2 separate regions of the Sus scrofa genome follow, and region 1 is linked to region 2. The links are chromatin contacts, called in public HiChIP or PLAC-seq maps. All regions are on one chromosome and are shown on one strand. Each heading gives the region's core, a stretch centred on a gene start, on an enhancer-like site or on the middle of the called end of the contact. The rest is flanking DNA. Distances are from core to core; before and after follow the strand shown. Region 1 holds the start of CCDC58 (coiled-coil domain-containing protein 58). Region 2 holds the start of PARP14 (poly [ADP-ribose] polymerase 14).

Evidence for each region. HiChIP or PLAC-seq counts read pairs in DNA pulled down with a chosen protein or histone mark.
Region 1: an H3K27ac HiChIP or PLAC-seq map of alveolar macrophages shows a contact between it and region 2. The contact joins the promoter of CCDC58 here to the promoter of PARP14 in region 2. A contact is called at or near these places in 1 of 47 Hi-C or Micro-C datasets (alveolar macrophages) and 1 of 2 datasets of contacts at active chromatin or transcription factors (alveolar macrophages).

The regions. Positions count from the first base shown.
Region 1 is chr13:138,151,157-138,153,856 of Sscrofa11.1, reverse strand. CCDC58 (coiled-coil domain-containing protein 58) reads right to left here and starts at 1,431. Exons shown (of 5, transcript XM_003358793.4): 1 at 1,108-1,431. The coding sequence starts at 1,323. FAM162A (family with sequence similarity 162 member A) reads left to right here and starts at 2,145. Exons shown (of 5, transcript NM_001243573.1): 1 at 2,145-2,277. The coding sequence starts at 2,244.
Region 2 is chr13:137,863,955-137,866,654 of Sscrofa11.1, reverse strand. PARP14 (poly [ADP-ribose] polymerase 14) reads left to right here and starts at 1,272. Exons shown (of 17, transcript XM_021070260.1): 1 at 1,272-1,753. The coding sequence starts at 1,567.

The sequences.
Region 1 (2,700 bases), core at 182-2,681, 290 kb before region 2:
GTTCAGTCTGTCGCGATTATCTTCAAAAATGTCACTCTCTACAAAACAGCTCAAAGCACAATGCTTACGACAGAGGTCAATGATACATGCAATCATTTTTCAATATCTTTAGTTAAAAATACCTTTGTGTGGTCACGATTTTTTTTTTTTTTGTCTTTTCTAGGGCCGCTCCTGCAGCATATGGAGGTTCCAAGGCTAGGGGTCCAATCGGAGCTGTAGCCACCGGCCTACGCCAGGGCCACAGCAACGCGGGATCCAAGCCATGTCTGTGACCTACACCACAGCTCACTGCAACGCCAGATCCTTAACCCACTGAAAGAGGCCAGGGATTGAACCCGGAACCTCATGGTTCCTAGTCGGATTCGTTAACCACTGCGCCATGACGGGAACTCCTAGTCACGATTTTTAAATTCAACTCTATCTAGGCAGTGGCACATTTATGCCTACATTGGAACAGATAACGTCATAGTAGCTTGGTCGAAATCTAGACACCCTGTTCTTTAATTCATTGGTTAATAAGTTGCCCTGGACCTCTGGCGTTTGAATATATAAAAGAGCCTATTTCCTAAATGTTACATTCTCTCTAAGGATTAGGAGGCAGAGAACCAGAGCAAGTACTAGAATTAATCACCCCTCCATGGCTCCAAATGTTCTGCCCTACCACAATAGTAAAACAAGTTTTTGCTTTATCAAAACAAAACAAAAAAAAGTAACCTCTCCTCCAGTTTCTTCTCATCTACAAATGCTTAACTTAAAGTAGGAGAAGAATAGCAGAAGCTAAGAAGTGAGTTCAGTGGATGGCTAAAATGTTGTTAAAACCCCTACCCACTCGGCCTGGGTTCAGCTTTACCGCCGAGGAACCACCTGGCGTTCCTGGGTGCAGTTAATCAAGGCTTGGGAGTCGCAGGGAGAACCATGACCCCAATGGAGCACCCTCACTCCCTAAGGCCAAGCTGTGCCCCCATGACCTCCAATGGCTCGAAAAAGGAGTTTTGAACTGCCCGATTCTGCCCCAACTGGTCCGCACTCCCTTCCAAGCTAGAGCAGGGAACAGGGGCCCAGAACAAAAGAAGGGGCACGCCTGCCACACGAAAAAAAACCCATCACCTGGAACTCGGCGAACTCCTCACAGTTCACACTGCCACTGGGCGCCGCCATATTGGACAAACACGAGGCCCCCGCCGCGAGCCAATCACCGCGGAGCAAAGGTGTCCGCGGCGCCGCCTGACCAAAAACAACTAGGGGACTCGAGACAGCCAAGCTCAAGCTTTGTCTTTTCCTATGCTCGCCACCCACACCGAAACTCGTAACGCTGCTATCCATCTTTTTATTCCTGTTCCTTTAAGATATCTTCTTGGAACCGGCCCAGATACATGGATCGAAGAAAGCCAGAACTTTAAGGGATCGTTTTTCTCCAATCCCTTTCTCTTACAAAAAGGGAAAACAGTTTCCGGGTCGCACCAACTAGGTTGTCCCAGGGGGAACTCTAAAGTCGAAGTGAGGTTTTTCTTAACCCTTCCATCCAGTCCCTAGAGCAAAGGAGCTTTTCAGAATTTGGGCCGACCAAGAAATGTAAAGAAAAGGTGTTTCTGGCAGTGTGGGGTAAAGGATGAATAAGGTAATAGGTATGGAAATAATGAAGTGTTTACTTCTACTTTAAAAAAATAGGCAAATAGAAAACAACATAGGAAGCATACATGTGAATTTCTCAGGTAGCAAGTCAGCAAGAGGTGAAAAACACTGGTCACTAGGAACCCAGTTATGTAGTTTTGATACAGGCGTATACGTATTCATTGAAAAATGAAAAAAAAAATGTATTGACTTACTGAATTACCGAGGCAGTGTGACTTTGGGATCTACAGTTCACAAAATTCCTACAATAAGCACATTACTTTGTTTCTATTTTAAACGAGTACTTTCTTAGATGCAACATTGCAAAACCCTTCAATAAACTCCAAAGGAATATTCTTAAGGACAAGTCCAGGATTAGGCGCCAAGCGGGGCGGAGCCCAGCGGGCCGGCAGAAGGTACAGTCTGACCTCCATGCACGATCTGCACGCTCTGCGCGTCACGCACGCCCCGCCCACAACCCCGCGCGCAAAGCACGACCCCTCATCCCGCAGGCCCCGCCCGCCGGTGCCTCTCGAGGCCTTACTTTCTCAGCGCTGGGTGACATTGAGCACAGAGCGCAGCCGCACCACCGCCGGCCTGGGCCTCTCTGCTGGTCCGCGGAGTGGGCGGCCATGGGGAGCCTCCGCAGCCTGCGCCTGGCGGCTGGTGAGACGCGGGCCCGGCTGGGGGTGGGCAATCGCTTTGCATGAAGGAATCTTTCAGCCTCCTCAGGCCTGTTAGGTGCTCTGTTTTATTAGGCATTCCCCTCAAGTAGTTTGGAATCCTACTCCCAGAGTAGCAATAGTGGGAGACAGCTGGGGCCTAGCGAGCCACTGGTAAGAAAGCACTGAGGGCTATCTCCGAGTGACCCTTCCACCTGGCTCTCCACCCACCCAGCTCCCACCTAGTTAAGGAGCCTATGCTCAGGGATCACTTTCCCCACCCCCATCCCCTCTGAGCTCACCTGTCATCTCTAGAACGTCCCCCCATTTCCTGATCCGTTCAGCTTCGTAACCTCCTGTCCCGTAGGTTACCTGAGTCTCCCGCCTGCTCCCACCCCCATCATCTCTAGAGTTAATCCCTACACTC
Region 2 (2,700 bases), core at 23-2,522:
TGTGACAAAGCACATTGCTGATACTTAAATAAATCCTGGAGAGAAATCCAGAAATGGCTAGCTAAAACTTACACAGTTTCAGTTTCACTCTGATTGTTCTTTTTTGTAAAATGATGGTGTGAGGACGAGGATAAACTGTTTGCTCAATTCTGGACCTCCAAACTGGGGAGGGGAAGGTGCTGACTTAGTTGTGGCTTGGAGTTAAAGGGTGAGAACACCCCGATGAGAAATTCCAGGGTGTGGCTGAGAACTCTGACTGGGCTTTCTGCCTTCTCTCCACTTCCCCTTGCTGGGGTCCAGGGTGGTTTGAACTGATGATAAGCGCCACCTGCAGGAAGAAAGCTGGAGGCAGGAGAAAATACCTAGCTAGTACCCTTAAGCACTATTAGGAACCAAAATACAAGCCCAGGAAACTCTCTTTGGCCCATCTCTGGTTCTCTTCCTGAAATTTAGTTTCATTGTGACTAAGAGATAACAGGTGAGGTCCAGCCCTGCAGGGAGAAGCAGCTCTAATCTGGCAGAGACTAAGAGACTGCAGCACCTCCTTCACAGAGAAAAGACAATCCATCAGAAGAGAATTCTCACACTTACCCATCAGCAGTCATTCAAAATCACCTACTTCTATACCTCATCCCCTGTACCCAGGAGACAGTCCTTGCCAGATCCCTGGTCCTAGCTACCCTCATTTTTTGCCTGAGATGCTACAGTAGCCACCTGACTGGCCTCCTTCCTCTGCTCTGGCTACCACACAGCAGTCCAAGGGATCCTGTGCATGTCACAGGGAACTCCCTCTTCCCAACCCTCCAAGGTTATCCCCAACCACCCTTAGGCTTCAGGTTACAACTTGCCTCTCCATAAACCCTCCAAGCCCCCACACCTGGCCTAAGATCCCCTCCTAACTTGTTCCAGGAACACCTGTATATTCCTTCCAAAAGCACTTATTCCTGTGTTCTAACTCCTCTGTCCCACAGCTTCTTGAGCCCAGTGAGGGCAGAGACTGTGTCTGTCTGTTGAATCCATTCTGAAGGCATGCACCTAGCAAATATTTTATTAAAAAATCGTTGTGAATGTACTGTTTTCCCCAGCATTTCTAGGCATAGAATATTCACAGATCGGGGAACAAAATGCAAAAGGAGGAAAGGTTAAAAATATGCTAATAAATTGTTGAAAGAAGTCCCCAAATGGGCCCCAAACATTCTAAAGAATCAGTTTGTAAATTGGCCTGTGGCCAAAATGAAGCTATCTTTGTGTGTGCACAGGTCTAGTGACCCAGGGCTGCTGATTTCAGCTGTGGTGTGGGTGAATGGCAAATGGTGCGCTGAGCCTAGGGCCCTCCGTTCGGAACTAAAGGGAGGCTGCAAAGGCGATGCCAGCCTTTGGTGTGGTCCAGAGATGAAGATGAAGAATTGGGGGGGGGTCTCTAGTCCAATCTTGGGGCGGCTCTTTACAGCCAAAAGTGAAAACTTAAGGGCAGGAGGAGTTTTCCCGGAAACGAAAGCGAAAGAGGCTTAACTGCTGGGAGTTGGGGAGGGACCGGCAGTCGCAGTTGAACCTGCGAAGGTGAGAATGTCTGAGCCTGGCTCCTTCCCTCTGCTGGTTGAAGGGTCCTGGGGCCCCGACCCGCCGAAGAACTTGAGCACCAAGTTGCAGTTGTACTTCCAGAGCCCGAAGAAATCAGGAGGCGGGGAGTGTGAGGTCCTCCAGGAACCGGGGAGCCCATCCCGCTTCCTAGTGCTCTTCTATCCCAATGATGGTGAGGGGGACAAGGGTGCGGGTGAGTGGGGACAGGTGGGCTCGCCTTCTAGGGAAGACCTATGGCTGGGGCACGCTGCCTGCGGGAGAATCCAGCCGGTTCCGGCGGCAGCGTAGCGGGGGCGCGGGGGGAGCAGAATGGACAATGTGCATGCGTCGCGGGCGGTGAGCTTCCAGGCGCTCTTGGAGGCGGCGACGGACCGCGCAGGTGAGTTAAATCAACATTTAGCTCCAGGACATAAAGGAGCCTCCTGAGAGCAGGTGCACCCGCCTTATTTTACGAGGCTACCTCGTGTGTTATTGGCAGAGTTGCAATGCCATTGCAATTTTGGACTTCCTCCTATGAAAGCATCGGTTCTGGAATTCCAGAGGTTTCTGGGAACACAGTTTGAAGGGAAGAGAAAGTTTCCAGGGAGAGTCACATCTAAACTGACTCCTGAGAGTGAATTCAGGTCTTGATACGCGAGATGAGATATTGAGCCAGGCTCTTCCGATGGGAACTGCAGTGCTGGAGGCTGGAAAGCGAAGGCGTCTATGCAGGGAAGTTCAAGGCGCCCTCCAATCCCTGATATGCTGCGGGGGTGGGGTGGGGTGGGGGCAGAGAGCGCCTTGCACTGTGGTTTGAGGAGTGAGCCCCCATCTGTTCGCTGTGCACGAGTGAGGTCTGGAGACCAGCACTAAAAAAAAAAAAAAACGTGTGGGTCTGGGAAATTTTATGCGATTATAAAGGGGTCCTTGTATTTAAAAAAGTCTTCGGTCTTCTCTTATTAAACCACCTTTAAAAGAATAAAAGGAAGTGTGGTGGGTGGAGTTCTCTGGTGGCTCATCAGGTTAACTGTCTGCTGTCATTTCTATGATGTAGGTTCAGTCCCTGGTCTGGGGATTTCCACATACCACAGGCATGGCCAAAAAAAAAAAAAAAATTAAAAATTAAGTAAGTGAGGTGGG